Linked DNA regions of Zea mays: regions 1 and 3 are each linked to region 2. The links are chromatin contacts, called in public Hi-C maps. All regions are on one chromosome and are shown on one strand. The core of a region is the stretch at or near the end of the contact, and the rest is flanking DNA. Distances in the headings are between cores, read along the strand shown. Region 1 holds the start of LOC100194291 (putative ubiquitin carboxyl-terminal hydrolase superfamily protein). Region 2 holds the start of LOC100383737 (10A19I.15). Region 3 holds the start of LOC542016 (somatic embryogenesis receptor-like kinase 2).

Region 1 (4,191 bases), core at 1,073-3,572, 170 kb before region 2:
TGTCTCTTAACTTACTTAAGCTGGATTATTTAATCTAGAGGGTAAACAAACAAGGCCTCAGTATATCAACTAAATGGGAAATTAAATTTCTTCACCTGTGAAAAAAGATCTGCTAGGCAGGTCAACAAATTTTCTTCAGCATCTTCGAGATTTCTGTTTCTTCTATAGTATTCCAGCAACTGTTCCCGGAATGGAGCACAATAATACAATGCCTGAAAAAGGTATAACTTTTTAACCCCCAACAGTTATGCACCATAAAACGTAGCACAGAGTCGGAATGAATATGCAGTACCTAGAAATAAAAAAAATGGCAAAACAATAGTATGAATACTAATGATTTAAAAAAATATAAACTTTTTTATGGTACAACTTTCCTAGTTTCATGAGCTAATCCTGCTCAGAAAATACTGAAGGTGATATCAGGATCTGCGCAAAGTTATCAACAGAAGGCCTGCATGCTGCCAAATAGCCAATACATGAACAGTCAAGAGTCAACCATCAATTTGCTCCACCATAATAATTTGCTTTTTAAAACTGTATTCATAAGGGCGAGCCTGGTTCAGTGGCAAGAGTTGTCTCACTGAGTCACCAGGTCGCGGCGTTCAAAGCAGCCTCTTCACATTTGCGGGAAGAAAGCCTGCCTCGGTTTGTCCCTTCCCTAAACCCCACTCATGTAGTCATGTGGGAGCCTCCACTACTAGGTCTGTCCCCCTCTAAACTGTATTCAGATAACACCATTTTTTTCCTCAGTTAAAACATCAGACAGCACCAATTGTATTCCTGATACGTTTAATTTCCACTATATTTGGGAAATAACACTAATCCACAAAAAAAGTAAGATCTAACAGGCATGTGATCTGTCAAATAAAAAGCTGCCTGTGCCATTCCAAAACACGAGGAAGAAGACTTAAGGTGTTAATTCATTGATCAATATGTCAGCAATATGTATCACAATGTGGAGGAACACAAAAATGAATTGCAGCATTCTTTGACTTTGATTTCTTGTAAGGTAGATAAAAAACAATAATCACTTGCATTTTTAAAAGAATACCTATTAGTCACATCTAAAACTTCAGAAGCATAACTAAGTTTGGCACCTGTTATACCAAAATGCACGGGATTTACTGTATATTTGGACTAAATTGCAGTACCTCTTAATGCATACAGCCTACCCATGGTTCATCCATAAAGTGACTAAGCAGGGCCCGGTTGCAGTATGTACATTAGTCAATAGTAAGCATCACATTATTCCACTACAAAAATAAACATTGCTAGTTTGTAGTTTCCTAAATGAAGCATCCCAAACTTGTATAACAGTTTAGTTTGGCAAATCCTTCCATTTTAACACCTCATCAGTTCCATGATACCATGGGATGAGAGCAATGTTGTGAAAGAAATGATGCATTTGTGAATCAATGAGAACCCTAAAGACCTAAAAACTGTTGTTGTCCATTGACATAAGGGCCCTGCTACTGATGATGATGTAACGTAAAAAAATATAGCTGTTGTGAAACACCCATGCACACATATACGTGAGCATCATATTAGAAACCACCAATCAGAATAACTGAATAAGCACAGAATGCTGAATAAAGCACACGTCAATCACACCCTAATCTTGTTATTCACAATCCTAATATGGGACAAACAGAAACATATTGATAGGCGTCGCCCCTGCTAGTCTGCCCCCATGCACCTAAACAAATTCAACTCCACTTACTGGTCCCCTACATGCCACACTGCACCAAACTTTGGACAAACAGAATGGTACACCTACCTCATCAAAAGCTAAAAAGAGGCCACCCAAACGGTTCCTAAAACAATTACGTAATCAAAGTTTCACCGAATTCCAACCATAACAGTTAACAGCAACGAAAACTAAACGGATTGCGACGGAGCACGCAGCGAACCAGTCAACACGCCGACTATCGCCTCCCCTCCCCTCGATGTGGGGATCAGTAGTCACCTCACCTGGAGGACGCTGTTGCAGTAGCAGGTGTTGCCGAAGTTCTCGAGCCCGAAGTAGCGCTCGCCCTCGGGGAACTGGTCGCCGAAGGCCCTTTCGAGCTTGGAGAGTCCGGAACCAATGACCGTCCACCGGTCCCACCATCCGGAGGCGGCACTGGCGAGGGACCGGAGCCCCGACCCGGCCGCGGAGCGGTGCTTATCCGCGGCCGCCGCCGGCGGGGAGGTCGTTGGCGATCGCGCTAGCTTCGCCATGCTAGGGTTCCGCTGGCTTGGCCACGGGCGTGGAGACGGCGGTGGAGGGGTAGCGCGGCAGGCTGACTAGGTGAAAGTTCGACGGAGCGAAGAGATCGAGATGGAGGATGAGATGGGAAGGACTGAAGGAGAGGTTGAGTGCTTGACTGCTTCAGGATGTCACTATTCTGTCGCGAACTTGCGATGTTTTTTTTCCATGTGAGAAGGTTCCTTCTGCGTGTATCTCTAGCTCTCTACGACTCTACGCCCCCAAAATAAATGCACGTCCCGTTTACGAGAAATCAAACTTTTTTGAGTTGACTAAAAATACAGAAAGTAATATTAACGTTTATATCTTCAAGTAAATATATATATATAAAGAATATTTCATGTTTAATTTAATGATGCTATATATATTTAATTAAATTTTAGAAAGTTTGACTCTTTGCCCTATTTAGGAAGATTTGTTTCAAATTGCAGCTTCGGTTTTTTAGCTTCATCATACAACAACTTCAATAGATTGATAATATAGAGTTCAAGAGTGTTTTTAATGACCTTTGTAATATTTTTATGTTTTTAGTACAATAAAAGAATGAAACAATTTATTTTGACCATTAGGCGATTTTTTCAGTTTAGGCAAATTTTGCTCAACACACATTACGAGCACTAGAATTTGTCCATTATTATTATAAAATCATTTTTTGTTGTTAGATATTGCATGTAAGAAAATGTGACATCCTAGAATCACAAAATATTAAGATATCACTCCATCGTACCAGAGTATAAACTCTGCGATATAAACCCATAAACACTACAAAACATGAAACCAACAACAACAAAGAAACTATGATTAAAAAGTTCCCACATCAAACATTTTATTAAATCATAAAGGATCACCATAAATGTTTTATATCCAAACAATCATTCATTAGGAGAAGCAAAAGCAAAGACATGTGTCGTCAATCTGTTAAAGAGAAATACAACTGTCATGAATGTCTCAGTCCAAAATTTTAATGCCACAAAGGCATGAACAAAAAGTGCAAGAACTACTTCAACAATATGGCGATACTTACATTCATCAAATCCATTTTATTGGTGTTGCAAGGGCATGAAACAAGATTAGAAATACTCATATGCTCAAAAAAAAAAAGAAACTCAATTTTTGATACTCGTCATCACAATTTGTTTGCATGGACAAAATTTTGCAATTAAACAAGCGTTGAACATGTGCTTGGAAGTCATAGAATTTCTGAAACACCTCAATCTTATGTTTAATAAGATAAACCTAAGTAAATTTACTATAATCATCAATAAAATTGACATAGTAATTGTGTCATCGTGTATAAGTAGGAGCAGAACCACATACATCAGAAAACACCAAATCTAAAGGTGCCTTAGAGACACTAACATACTTAGAAAAGGAAGTTGTTGACTCTTAGCTCGATGACAAACATAATAAACATGCACAAGTAATTTATTAGACTCAAATGCAAACTATTATCACGAAGGACATGATGAACTACGGCTAGTGACGGATGGCCAAAGCAATCATGCCACAAGCTGTGGAGGTTTTGATAACACTGAGTAGATGTGCGCTCTAGGAAGGGGATGGGTGTCACACCCGGGTTTCGGGGCACCAAGACCCGGGCGCAAACATAATCACCAGGTATGCTGGAACCAAGTCTCACACATATGATGATTCATGACACAGGATCGAATGTCACATCTTTACTACATAACAGGAGTTCTATACAAAATAAATAGATAATTACATTATAAGGAGACAACGGTCCAGCAACCCAAAGTTGACTGGGAGACGACGGCCTAGACCTCTCACGAACACATCGCAGCATCCTCCATGCGCCTCATCCTGCGGTACCTATTCTTGACCTGTGGGGGGGTGTGAGACAGCAAGAGTGAGCTCACATACGTTCATCGCTCAACAAGTTGTGGGGAATAATGTGCATGAACTCGCCAAAGGTGGGAGCTCAC
Region 2 (3,864 bases), core at 328-2,827:
AATAATCTCAAGCAAGCAACAATCGAACTGATCTGTATATATGCAATGTGTTAGGGAATCTGTACCTTGCAACTTGAGCAAACAAATCCGATTTGAAAGGAAAGGCTGGAGGAGGCTTGACTCCCTTTGAGGGCGGATCTGTTCATTGGATGAGAATGTGAGACAACATATACAAAACGATGTTTCTACTGTGAAGCAACAAATAATAGATAATAATGAAACTTCGAAAATGCAAGTCGTATCTCTCGAAAGGCCACGTTTGTTCCTTTGAAACATTCTGTTTCAAAAGAATTGCGTGATGATTTTTTAATACTTGCAGACAAGTTGTTGACGAACCTCAGGTGACAAAAAATCTGTTTCAAGCAACAAAGATGAAAGCAGCCAAAGGCCCTAAAATTTTTGTGGGGTTTCTAAAAGTGATAGTAATCGTGCTGGAGACATACTAAAAGCTACTATGCAATGTAGACTTGAGTAGAGAGAGATATTTTTATTTAAATGAGCCACAAGAAGCTTGGCACATGTGCAAAAATACTTATGGTTCTAGAAAAGAAAAAGAAACATGTAGCTCTGCTCCAACACATCAGCTGCAGTTTATAGATTTGAGTAGAGAGAGATATTTTTGTTCATTGGATGAAACTGTTTTAGAAAACATTTTATAAAGCAACTTTTCATAGTAGAACAGGTAGAGGGAGCTAGTAGGATACGCTACTCTTTTTATCACGGCATTTAAATTTCAAGAGCAAGAATTCACTCAATAATGCCCTAAAACGTTTGGAGAGGAATCCAGGACCCCTTCCAGATCGTGACTATCTCATCTCAGCTGATCATCAGCCATCATGATCATGGCTGTTCCTATAGAAAGAAGTAAGAAAAAAAATTAAAATCTAGCTGAAGGCATCTCCTGCTGATGCATCCATATTCCTTACATAACTCCAGCAGCCCACTGCCCAACAGATCCAAAGCGGAGGTTCAGACCATCGCCTTTCCATCTGTTCTCCCCTGTTTTCGTGAAAAAAGACTGAGGCTATCTCCTTTCGGAAAAAAAAAAGACTGAGGCTATCTCCAGCAGATCCCATCTACAGTTCAGCGTTACACGGTCTAATGGAGACACTCTCTGCCTTCTGTCCCTGCTCTAGCCTCTAGCAACTATTCCTTAAACCCACGGAGGGTCCAGGTCCAACTCCGAGAAAGGCAGCCAGCCAGCGAGAAGGCTCGGCCGCACGTGCCTCGCGGCGTCCACGCACCGCGCCGCCAGGCTCAGCGCCACGACCACTGCGCCGGGCGCAGGATTCAGTGAGGCACAGGGAGCATGATGAGGAGAGCAGAGGGAAAGGAAGTCGTGGACTCACCGAGATTCGCAGGGGATGGATGGCCGGGGCACCGAGCCCCGCGGCTGGGTAGACTCGCCGGCGGCGGACACGGGATGAAGGAATGGATGTTTGGTTTACTGTGACTAATTTTTAGTTATTTTAGTTTTATTTTGTTATAATTTCTAAATTATTAAATACGTTAAAATATGAGATAAAATAAAGAATCCCCTGAATGGGCTCGTTTGTGTAGCCCGGCAACACGAGCCAATTTGGCGGATGGGGTTCGTTTGTGTCGGGGTTTCCTACGGCCCACCTTAAAATACCATCCTTCGCCTTCCGTGACTGAAATTCTGTGTACTAGACCTACAGTTGTTCCATTGCCAGATTCAGCCACACATCTGAAAAAACAAAAACAAAAAACGGGCTTACTGATAACCATGTAGCTAGCGACCATGCTATCCGTAATAATAATAGTTTTATTTATTGAGCGCCATTCGGGAAGCACGCGGTGATGACGCCAGCAAGGCTTCCCCCGCGCCAGCGAGATCACACAAGAACCAAGACCAATTCCTGTTGTTCGCTTGGATAAGAACGGAAGAAACAGAGGACTCGGTCCTCTTCACGGAAGAGTGCTGTTGCTGCATGCTGCCCATGCATGCACGCCATTAATTCGTGGCTTCTGCCTTATATTTATTCTTCCCATGGGCATGGCCTCCAGAGAGAGACAAAACGCGATCTGAAAAATCCACATCAATCTCCAGCTGCTGGCCGTAGGCGGTATAGCATACAGTCCAGACAGTCAGATAGAGAGGCACCTCATCAGTCGTGCATTATTGCCCTCTTGTACGTACACGGCAGTTTTAAGTGAGTTTTCTTATCCCTGTGCTATCTGTAAATACATACTTTGTACTGATATGTTATTACACTATAGATGAAAGACTTATGTATATGCTTCGTCGTAATTTAAAGTTCTTTTTTTGGTGAGTTCGTTCGATTTTTTTTTTTTTTTTGTAGATTGAAAAAATATGGCCGAGAACGAGGGTAGGTTCCGCTGGGATTCGAATCTGGACACTTTTTTTTGCAGGAGCTGCGTTCAATTGCTTGACGACGGGCTAATAACCCAGAGGCAGCCCTCCTTACATGACGAGGCTCTGGAATACTTGTCGCAAAAATTTTCTACGGTGAATTCAACAGTTTCAAAAAAGACTCTGATGAACAAATGGAACTGTATGAAACAGCTGTATGACAGTTATGTTCTGTTTCGTATCCACTCGTCAAATATGGGAGAGTTGAAAAGCCGCAGGATGTACATAAAAAAGACAAAGGTATTCTCTTGCACGTATCTCTTTGATTAAATCTAATTAATTGTATTGTTCAAGTATTAGTATATTCTAATTATATATATGTTTGTTTGTTTCATTTTTCTAGAAATGTGCGAACGTATTTAAGCATATGATAAATGAACCACCTAAGAATTTGGATCTACTTAAAAGATTGTTCCACGACGAAGATCAAGGGACACCGCCATCATCCCCGCCACACCCATCGTTCGAGCCACAGTCATCGTTCATGCCAGAGTCGTCGTCCCCGCCACAGTCGTCATCATTCATGCCAGGGTCGTCGTCCCCGCCACAGTCGTCAGTGTCATCCTCGTAACTTTCCTTTATTTTATGGATAGGGTATGCATGTATATCCTACCACATTTAGGGACGAATGTTGATACCCGAATTGTTAGGACAAGTTTAATAATATTTTTAAATTATATATATGTATGAAATTTGATGTCAATCTTTTATCAAGCACATTATTACAGATAAGAAAAGAATTTGCATAAATTGTTTTATGCATTGTTTCCTCCTTGCAACAAAAGCGGAGGGGGCAATGTATAGGTGATCCTCCACCACTCGCTTCACCAGGCGTAGTAATTCTGTGTGCGCATATGATATGAAACAGGGAAATTCTAAAGTTTGCAAGACTGACAATTGCCCTCGTACTTGTAAAATACTTTTTTCGGTGGTTTCACCTGAATTAATTATTTCGTAATAAACCAATAAAAGATATGAGCTGCATAGAGAAGAAACTTGTAAAGGAACAGAATTGTTCGATTATGCTTACCTATACTAGCACTATTGCCCTCCATATTATCATATGGGTCAAAGCACTGGTACTGGTACTGGAAGCGCTTCTTCACGCCGGCGTTTCCTATGGCCCACGTCGAAATACCATCCGGCCGTGGCGGTCATGTTTGGATTGCCTCGAATTGAATAACAAACCTTAGACATAAAAAATTACCCGTGGGAGAAAAAAAATTATATCCCATCCCTGAATTTGAAAGTGTCCGATTGGTCAGCCACATATCCGCTTAATTGATAACCCTGTAGCGACCATGCCAACCATAACAGCTTTATTGAGCGCCACACAGTTAGTAGAACAGCCATTAGCATAGGAAGTGCAACCAAGCCCTACAGTTGCTATCTACGGAGCCATCAGAAATAGCGCCAGAACTCTGTACAAGCCAAGCCAAGAGAAGTATTTACATCCACCAAACTAGCCT
Region 3 (3,944 bases), core at 572-3,071, 190 kb after region 2:
TTTCAGTGCTCCAGTTCAAATTAAATTAGCGTGGTTATCAGCCATGTCTGATCCACAGATCAAGCCAGCATGCCCCCACCACTAAGAAGAGAACATGAAGAATTGGACACGACAAATCAATCAATTAAGAGTACTTTATGATTGGTTCTATTTTTTAGAAGGGGTTACTGGAGCACTTCTCTTAAAATAATTGTTCTGAAGGTGCACACAAGAGGCAGAAAACCCACATCTTAAAACTGTCGGAAAAAATCAACGCATGCAGAACTTACAAATATTGGAGATTTTTCAGCTGGCCAAGTTGTGGCACTAGAACGCCAGATAATTGTGCATTTCCAAGGTCACTGTGAAAGGGGGTACACTTAGAACCAGTAGGAGAACATCATTAACACTTTTGATACGAATATATGAGAGCTTTTTTCATCAACTTACACTCTGATAACACTGTTATCGTTGTTACACGTAACATGGAACCATGTACATGGATTAACAAGAGTGGGATCCCAACTCTGCAAGACATTGTTAGCATCTTTCAAGCTCTGACGCAGGCTGTACAGGGCATCACCTGTGGACAAAAGGTAACATTATCAGCAGCAAGTATATTCCCAGTTAAGATGAACAAACAGATAAGAACTTTTATCGGTGATGAGCTTGTATGCAAAATATTTAGAAAAGGAATGGCTGACTAGGGAAAAAACATTGTGATTGAGATTTCCAAAACAAGTAAGGTAAGAAACCATTAGTCAGGAAGTTCCAAAAACAGGGATTAGTATTTATAACTGTTGGCCCCATCCATTGTTAGTACAACAGTGTCCGACGTTCTTCTATTCATGGTACACCATGGGGACACATCCTTCAAAATTACACTGTTCAATTACCATCTGTGGAGAGAGAGAGAGAGAGAGAGAGAGAGAGAGAGAGAGATGCTCAATAACATCCCGATCGCAGAACTAGCAAAACTTTTTTTTTTCACCAGCTGAAAGAGCCGGTCAAACAATCGCACCTCAAAGTCAACATTTGCAATCCATATGAACACCTTGATTCTGGAGGACGGTATTAGCAATTCCTCTTTTTATACAAACAAACTAGGCCAAGCGCGGTGGTCTGTATCTGCATCTCTATTGGAAGTAGACCTAACGATGGACTGAACGCCCAAACGAGAAAAGTATAAGGCATAACGAAAGAACTGCATCCGCCGAACAAAAAGTCTACGGTTTCCTCGAGATCAACGGAACGCGGCTTGCTCGTTCCTCTGACCCATCCAGGCAGAGCTATAACGAAACGTATATGCTATATGCACAAACAGCAAATATCCCCCAAATACATCACCGCAACCGGAAGCAAGAGCTAGAGGACCAGGCAATATACTTAGTACAAGAGCATCAACCGAAGCAAGTAAAAGAATCAAGCTCGTATGCTCCATCTCAGCCGTACAGATTTCAAACTAGGGACAAATCCGAACCGGGGAACGCATGGGTTACTAGGAGTCGGTTACTAGTGCGTATGAGAACAGGCAGGACTCACCCTCGGTGTTGGCGACGACCCGTCCCGGCCCGAGCAGCACCGCGACCGCAAGGACCACCGCCCACCACCTCCCAGCCGACGCCGACGCCGCCATTCCAACTCGAGCGCCAAGCGGGCCCCACCACCTCACCGGCGCATGGGCGCGCGGATCCCCCCACCGCTGGTGCGCCTAAGGCCCGAGCTGCACGGTGCTACCCGATCTGCCGCGCCGCCGCCGACCTCTCCCTCCTGAACTCCTCCTCCGGTCCTCCCACTCCTCTCTCTCTCTCTCTGGCGGATGGAAGGGTGATTTTTTTTTCTTTTCCGGGACGAATTCTCTGTAGCTCGAAAGTCGAAACCGAGTCCGGCTGTGCCTGTGCGCGTGTGTATATGTGTGTATGTCGCGACCTAAATTGTTCTTCTACTCCGCGGTGGGACCGTCGCCCTACGCTCGCGGAAGAAGGGGCGCCCCACCGCAGGACGTCACCGACGTGCGGGACCAGTGATCTCTCCGGCCCACGTGGAAGTGAGAGTGCTACCCGGTTGCGGGCGCAGGCGGCGTGCTCTCGGTCTCGGGGGGAGTGGGGTGGGTGACTTGATGGAAGTAGTGTAGTGGGGAGGAGGAGGGAGGGGAGCAGGGGGGACGTGCTGGCCCCGCCGCGGCGGGCATCTGCTGACATGGCGGCGTGCGGGCGCTGGCCGCTGGGGATCTCGTGGACGCGGTCCTCGGTACGCCCGGTCTCGTCATTCTCGAGTGATGGTGTCGATTCGTACAGCTCTCCACCACTGCATCGATTGGGAAAATCATCACGTTTGCTTTGATCCGTCCGTGGAACGGACACACCGGCTCACGATGATGGCCCGTCCTCTTCTCGTGATTGGATTTCTAACGGTGAGGGTAAAAAGAGGCGAAGGGCCCCGTTGTTCTAGTATTGATTGAGCATTATTGGGGCTGAACTAATGTTTGATTACAATAAAACAAAGGGCAAACCGGAGATCCGAGCTGTACCGTACACTGGCAGGCGGCAGTAGTGTTGTGTTGCTTAGAGAAGTTTAATAATAAAGGTTATTTTTTACTCTAACTCCTTGCCATGTTAAGTTGTTGGCTCGGAGATGAATTTTTTGTATTTTTCTCTTTCATTCTTTTGTCTTGAAACTCGTGTAGCACATAGCTCTTGCACGATAGCACACTCCATCTACTTTTTGATGACTCTTTTTCACATAAGTAAAAATGTCACTTTATCTATTTTTTATGTCTCTCTTCTATAAAAGTAAAATTGTCATGTAAGCCGACTTAGAACCCAATATTGTACGACTCTTACAGTGCAGTGCAGCAGGTTTCGCGGCAAAGGTTAGTTAGGGTCCGGATCCCGAGAGACGTGTAAAAGTGAAAACGCAGGGGCAACAGCACCACCAGCACACAAACAAGTCCGTGGAACACTGCGCGGTGGGCCCCGCCTCCGCACAAGGCCAGCTGGAGAACAGGCAGAGGGCCCGCTCCCGTCCGTGGGCCGGGTCTACAGCTCCGCGGGCGCAGAAAAAGCCAGCGCCGGCATGGGCCCGCCTGTCCGGCTGTCGTTCCCAGCGCGCCAGCCAATGGGACGCCGCAAACGCAGGGTCGGAGTTGAGACTCGAGAGGAGAACAAAAAAGGTGTCCGTGCCGTGTTGGGTACTTGTACACACAATTCAAACGTGCGGTACTTTCCGTTCTCGTGTAGTGGTCGCGTGTGCGTTCCTCTGATGGGCCATGCGTACCGAAACCGGTCAAAATATTGGACCGCCCCGCGGTCGGTCTACACTTCTACACGCTCTGGTCTTCCTCCGAGCCTCGAGCCTGTAACGACCACGGTGACCAGCGGGTACGCGTGAATTTTAAAGTGCTGCTAAATCACAATATAATACAGTAGGTGCGTTCAAAAACTGTGTCTTACTATATTTATTGTACCAATCAAAACATTAAATAAATTAAATTGACCAATTATCTAGTCTTTTGTCTCGAGTATAGAGCCAAGACGCAGTATCTTCATCAAGATATGTGTCTTGATTATTTTTTACATTTACCTTCCTAGACAGAAGACACACATCAAGACACTTATTATGCATGTCCTTATGTGTTCGGTAAATTCTTTAGAGGCACGTTCGCTGAATTCCGGTGAGCCCGAGATCTAGGCATCACATCCTAGGTGTATCGTAGTATATGGTAGTTGAAGTTTTTTTTATTTTGTTTTTTTGTCTCTAAAGATGGAAATTTCTTGCCCGTGGAAGACCGAAAAGTCAACGTGTGTGCCCTCGTCGAGAATGGCAGCTGTGTCGCAAAAAAAGTCATCTTCAAGAGCTGCAGTCCAATAGCACCTTCATGTGACTGCGATGTGATGATGCGCGATAGCACAAAGGAAAAATGGTTGGCGTCGCCATCAATACTCGTGATCATCTCCTCGTTTGGA

The links. Hi-C and Micro-C count contacts between places; a contact is called where the count stands out from the background.
Region 1: a Hi-C map of tassel shows a contact between it and region 2, with 2.7 times the contacts expected there. The contact joins the promoter of LOC100194291 here to the promoter of LOC100383737 in region 2. A contact is called at or near these places in 4 of 25 Hi-C or Micro-C datasets (ear, leaf and tassel).
Region 3: a Hi-C map of tassel shows a contact between it and region 2, with 5 times the contacts expected there. The contact joins the promoter of LOC542016 here to the promoter of LOC100383737 in region 2. A contact is called at or near these places in 6 of 25 Hi-C or Micro-C datasets (ear, endosperm, leaf and 2 more).

Annotation. Positions count from the first base shown.
Region 1 is chr5:179,168,115-179,172,305 of Zm-B73-REFERENCE-NAM-5.0, forward strand. It overlaps LOC100194291 (putative ubiquitin carboxyl-terminal hydrolase superfamily protein), which reads right to left and starts at 2,323. Exons shown (of 6, transcript NM_001139330.1): 1 at 1,972-2,323; 2 at 96-212. The coding sequence starts at 2,220.
Region 2 is chr5:179,340,035-179,343,898 of Zm-B73-REFERENCE-NAM-5.0, forward strand. It overlaps LOC100383737 (10A19I.15), which reads right to left and starts at 1,578. Exons shown (of 5, transcript NM_001176374.1): 1 at 1,350-1,578; 2 at 66-138. It overlaps LOC103627327 (a long non-coding RNA gene), which reads left to right and starts at 1,700. Exons shown (of 3, transcript XR_553538.4): 1 at 1,700-2,174; 2 at 2,325-2,635; 3 at 2,739-3,439. It also overlaps a transcript of LOC103627329 not described here.
Region 3 is chr5:179,528,906-179,532,849 of Zm-B73-REFERENCE-NAM-5.0, forward strand. LOC542016 (somatic embryogenesis receptor-like kinase 2) reads right to left here and starts at 1,822. Exons shown (of 11, transcript NM_001111663.2): 1 at 1,522-1,822; 2 at 430-562; 3 at 270-341. The coding sequence starts at 1,615.